Regions from separate parts of the Hordeum vulgare genome. Here region 2 is linked to region 1. Evidence: chromatin contacts called from public Hi-C data. All regions are on one chromosome and are shown on one strand. The core of a region is the stretch at or near the end of the contact, and the rest is flanking DNA. Distances in the headings are between cores, read along the strand shown.

What was found. Hi-C and Micro-C count contacts between places; a contact is called where the count stands out from the background.
Region 2: a contact with region 1 is called in a Hi-C map of seedling, with 2.9 times the contacts expected there. The contact joins the promoter of LOC123444308 here to the promoter of LOC123444307 in region 1. A contact is called at or near these places in 1 of 6 Hi-C or Micro-C datasets (seedling) and 1 of 1 datasets of contacts at active chromatin or transcription factors (embryo).

What each region holds. Positions count from the first base shown.
Region 1 is chr3H:466,861,751-466,864,450 of MorexV3_pseudomolecules_assembly, forward strand. LOC123444307 (RGG repeats nuclear RNA binding protein A-like) reads right to left here and starts at 1,334. Exons shown (of 6, transcript XM_045120990.1): 1 at 919-1,334; 2 at 193-568; 3 at 1-103. The coding sequence starts at 1,114.
Region 2 is chr3H:467,188,543-467,191,242 of MorexV3_pseudomolecules_assembly, forward strand. LOC123444308 (probable acyl-[acyl-carrier-protein]--UDP-N-acetylglucosamine O-acyltransferase, mitochondrial) reads left to right here and starts at 1,257. Exons shown (of 11, transcript XM_045120991.1): 1 at 1,257-1,435; 2 at 1,538-1,623; 3 at 2,016-2,140; 4 at 2,653-2,700. The coding sequence starts at 1,351.

The DNA.
Region 1 (2,700 bases), core at 84-2,583:
CTGGCCTTTGTTCTCCTCTGTAGTTGGAGGAGCATCATCCTGCTCACCCTGCTTCTCAGCGCTGGGAGCATTATCCTCAATTTTGAGAGCTTCATCAGTTTCCCTGGTTACACAAAACAGATTCATCTCTTATAACTCCCTTCATCGATTCAGATAGTAGCGAAAAGCAGCAATTGATGGAAGTGTCCTTACTGTGCAAGACCTTCATCAGTGGAAGATCCCCAGTTCCCACGGCCTGCACCATCACGTTTCATCCCCTGGCCACGACCAGTCCCACTGTGGCGCTCATAGTTTCTCCGAGGCGGTCTCTCAGAGTCGTCACCAAACTCACTGTTGCGGTAACCACCACGTCTACCTCCGCCTCCACGGTATGGGGGTCGAGGGCCTCTCTCCCCGTCCCCGCCTCCAGTTACAGCGCCATCCCCACCATAACCTCCCTGGTAGCCATTCGTATTCTCGCTGCCATAGTCACGGTTCTGGCCGTACCGGCCGCCTCCTCTGCCGCGGCCAGGTTCACCACGGCCAAATCCTCCACGTGATGGTGGGCCTCCGTTCCTCGCATCCCTCGCTGGAAGAAAGTCAAATTAGAGGCTTCAATAAACTTCATGTTTGAGAAAATGGAGCTGGGATATAATCAAAAGTTCAAGCGGCGTATTAGAAGTAAGGCATATGTTCTAATTTCAAGCGATGAACAGCCCACGCCTCCACAACAAATGACATCAGATTTACAACCGACGTGGTAGACCAACCGAACCACATCAAAACAATCCATACCACGTCAAAATGAAATGCTTATCAGTAAACATGCCCAAACTAATCGCAAAAAAATAAATTTTGAATCAACCGAACCACATCAGATGCTGGAGAATGCCGAATTGCTCCAAATCCAGATCTGGCGCTCTTGGCGCTACAACTCACCAGCCTGTCCCGGGGGAGCGGGTTTGGTCGGCAACTTGGCTGCCGCCCCGGTCTGGGCCGCCTTCCCAGCAGGCGCAGCCTCCGGCTTGTTCGCCAGGGCCTTCTTTGCCGCCGCGGCCTGCGCCGCAGCAAGCAGCTGCGAGGGATCGTCGTTGTCGTCGGCTCCAAGGAGATCGAACTGGTTGAGGGACGACATGGCGGCGGCGGCGAGGATGGGGGGCTGCGGTGGATCAACAAGCTGTTCGGGAAGCAGACGGGAGACACGAGCTAGCAGCTTCGCCTGATGGGCCGCGATGCCATTAGAAGACGAGGTGGATGAGGGGTGGGGGGAGGGGTTTTGGATGCGGCGGCGGCGAGGGGTTGGGGGAGAGGGGAGAGGGGAGAGTGAGGAGAAACCCTAGCCGCACTCCTGCACGAGCTCATATCCTTTGTGTCGGGCTTTTTTTTTTACCATTTCTGCTCAGGGTCACGAAATTACGTTTGTAGCCTCCGGCTGGAGAATATTTACGGCGCTGTTTCAGTGCTACTATGCCGCGCCGAGGGTGGCAAAGCGGGGTGGGTAGTTTGGGGATTCTCCGGCACAGTAAGTCCCCGGGAAGCTGAGGCACTGCCTTGTTGGGAATCTGGGCATCTGAAGCTGTGGGCCGTCATCGGACGGTTGGGATTTGCTCTTCTATGTAAAACTAGGGGGGCTAGGAAATTGTGAAAAGTAGTAAGATGGGTGTGCTACATGACAAAAACCAATATAGAACATAGTTTACTCAACTTATTTCAACTCGGATGTGACTAATACAGTATTACATTGGACGAATTGGAATAAGGTCTATAGATGAGATGAGAATCTTGGTAACATTCCCTCTCGAGATTCAATGAGCTTTTGCACAAAAAGGTTGTCGGATTCAAAATTTAAACAAGGATGAAACGGTAGATCACCAGCTCGGATATTTATAAGCAGGATAGGAAATTTACACTTTGGATCAGGGTGACAAGCAAGGTCGAAATCCAGACCATTCATGCCTCCGAGATCACTGATGTATTTATATACAACAAACAAAGCATATCATATCTCGTAGCCCGAGCTCGTGATATTTGGTTTGTATTTACCCGAAACATTTAGTGCACGTGGGGTCACATGTTTGACAAATCAAACCCGAATCATTTAGTATGCGGACGGTAAGCTACACCCACTCGCCACTGTCATATTGTAGCACGCTCCCTCCTCCCAATGCCTATCCCCTCATATTCGTCGTGTTCCTACTCCACAATGCATTGTAGTTTGCTCCTCCAATCCAGCGACATGTGACCAAGATCACCCCACCACCCCTCCGACTAGATCAATTCCTCGGTATATCTGTTCCATCCCTCTCACCACACCAATACAACCAATCGGTGGCTTGACCACACCAATACGCAACTAACTAAGCAAATTGCACTCCTATTAACAACGCAGTGATATATATGAAGGACCAAAGATGTGTTAAATGTTAGTCGGCGGGGGTAAATAAGCGACTATCGAAATTAACATTTTCATAGTTGCTTTTATAGGCTAGTTGTGGAGGTGTAAATTTTCTAGATATGCAATGAGGTGATACCCTTATATGTTGGGTTACAACAAGCTAATAAACTACGCAAGGAAACTAAGAAGGCAAGCAATAGTAATAAGTAAAACTAGGTTAGAGGCAACAAAGAAAGCAAGTAATAACGACAAATAAAGGTTGGTTAAAGATGACCTAAAGTGTCTCTTGGAGGTGTGTTAATCTTTGTTAGAGGGCTAGGGAGAAC
Region 2 (2,700 bases), core at 7-2,506, 330 kb after region 1:
GGTGTAAGAAAGTTGGGGGCTCGACATGACGGAGGTCACCTCCTAGCCCACCGGCGCGTCACGAAAAGAGGCTTTTGCACGCGAAGACCACCATTGTCAGGGCGGTCTACAGTCATGCCCCCTTTCAAAATGGTCGTTGTGGCAACCCTTCCCGCCAATGTTTTCGGGGGGAAGAGGACCAAGGGCAGTATAAAAATAGAGGTCCGACCTCCTTAGTAGGGGATCCAGTCCCCACCATCTCCACTAGGGCAAGAACCCACCTTTGTACTCGTCTTCCACCTCAAGCAATCCCAAAACAAGCAGCAGTAGGATTTTACACCGCAAGGCGGCCCGAACCTGGGTAAACTGCCGTGTATTATAGCTCGCTTCCCTTAACTCGTGCCCCCGAAGAGTCGTTGTGAAGTTAAGAGGGAGAACATGGTTGTGGAGCAAGCGCACCCTAGGGTTCAAATCTTTCCTTGGATCTGCGAAGCCCCGATTCCGAGAGACATGACCTTGCAAAATGTGCTCAATGGCATTTGACCGAACACCTGCCAGGCTTGCTGTCCGCCATGGACGTCGTCGACAGGGGAGGAGGAGTGTACGTGCCTACAGATGGGTCGTGGGTGGACGACACCATTGTAAAATGTAAGCGGACGCGTCGGTGCTGGGTGCGGAGGTCCGACAATGCGTGTGCGGTGACCGAAGAGGCACATCGACGGTGTGGGAGGAGGAGGATAAGGCTGCAAAAGTAAGAGATGGATTGAAAGAAAATGAGATCGGGAGGGGCGATTCAGTGGGCCGGGGTTTCGGAGTCCTACATGTGTGTTGTGTGGACTCTCGTAAAGCCCCAACTTTGATTCTAGTCTAAGAAAAAAAGTGTGTCCGGATTTTCTCGGTGGCCCGATACATGTCCTTGTTGGATAATAGGACACGTGTGCGACGTTAGCGGGCGGGTTAAGGGTCGGTGTTGGAGATGATTAATTGCTTTGCTTGTACATGATGTAACTGTGATCACAACCGAAGGAGGTTTTGAGTGTAAAAAAAAACTATTTTTCTTTCTTGAGAAATGGAATTCTGCAACACTTCCTATGGAGATCCTACCAGCAGGTGTTTTCTTTGGCATTCGAGCTCCCATGCCGTACAGTACATAACCTGATTGCCCGAGCAAATTACAGTGGTATGGGCAAATTGCGGCAAAGATCGGCTGATGTCGCCGAAGCCCAGGTCGCGAGTCTGCTGCCGAGTCTGTACCGCTGGAATGGAATGAATGATGATGCCGATAGACGCCCACAGGCAGCATCGGCGCAGCGGTAACCGTAACCCTGTCTGACCTCATTCACAGCGGTCCACCTCCCCCATTCCCCCTCCATGGCCGTCGCCGCCGCCGCCTCTCGCGCCGCCGCCCGCTTCCTCTCTCCGCGTCTCCTCATCGCCTCGCGCCATCTCCAAGCAAGTACGCGCGCTCTCCTCCCCTCTTCTCTTCGTATTCCTAACTAATCCCCGTAGCGTCACCCTCCCTCATGCGGGATTGCTTCCCATGCCCGCCGCCCCGCAGGTGCGTCAGAGGGATCGGCGAGGGACGCGTCCACGAGCTTCATCCATCCCGCCGCCGTCGTCCACCCCGACGCCGCCATCGGCCAGGTGAAGGCTCCCGCCCGCGCTCCATGCACGCACACGCGCGCACCGATCGCTCCCTCCCCCCCTCCCATCTCTCGCAGCTTTTGCTTCCGGGATGGGCGGATGGCCGAGTGAGTTTCTCGATACTCGTGGTGGCGCACGCATTGCTTACTTCAGTATTATTCCCCGACCATCCCACCCATGGAGCCGCTGTGCCTGGGCTAGCTGTTGGATCTGGCCCATGCGAGGCTCGTGTTTACCTGTGCCTTCCGAATGCGATGCTCCGTAATCACTTTCTGCTGCCGTGGAAATATGCTGCTCTCTCTTGGGATCTTCAGGCTGTTGGCATGCGCTCGCTAGTTCGGCGTCGTATCGTAGAAAATCAGTGTTTTTATGTGCTCTGAACCATTTTGCAGGGTGTCTCAATAGGCCCATTTTGCACCGTGGGGGCTTCAGCGAGGATTGGTGATGCATGTCAGTTACACACAGGGAGTCATGTCACCGGACATACCGAGCTAGGAGAAGGATGCGTTGTTCACACGTACGATGACGTCTCTCCCTATTTTCTGTTCCTGCTTTTCTCTCTTTTGGTAATCCATAAAGGCTTGCATTGTCTGGTTTGTAAATTCAAATTGGTATTAAACTAGAAATAGACACGAGAAATAACCTGTAAGTTTGTTCCAAGATTGAGTACAAGCAAAAGTAAGGTTAAGTTGTTACGGCCATGACTTGAGTAACATCAGAATGTGTTGGTGGAGGTCGGTACTGAACTACTGGTAGTATATTGTTTTGGTAGGGATTCAGAAATAGTTCACATCACATCTGCAAACCAAGCCCACACTTTTGCACAGGTAAACCCAGGTGTGGGCTGGTTCCACCACAAGGAACCTAACCATCTAACCACGAGTCTTGGACCTGAACCCATGTGTGGGCTGTCTGAAATTTGCAAAGTTTCAGGATAGTCCATGTTGCAAATTCGATGATAAGTGAAATATGACATGTCAGTAACATACTTTTACCCCTATTCATACTGTGGAATTTAGTTTCTGGCAGTGGTGCTATTCTTGGTGCAGATTTACCTGGACGGACAGTTATTGGGGA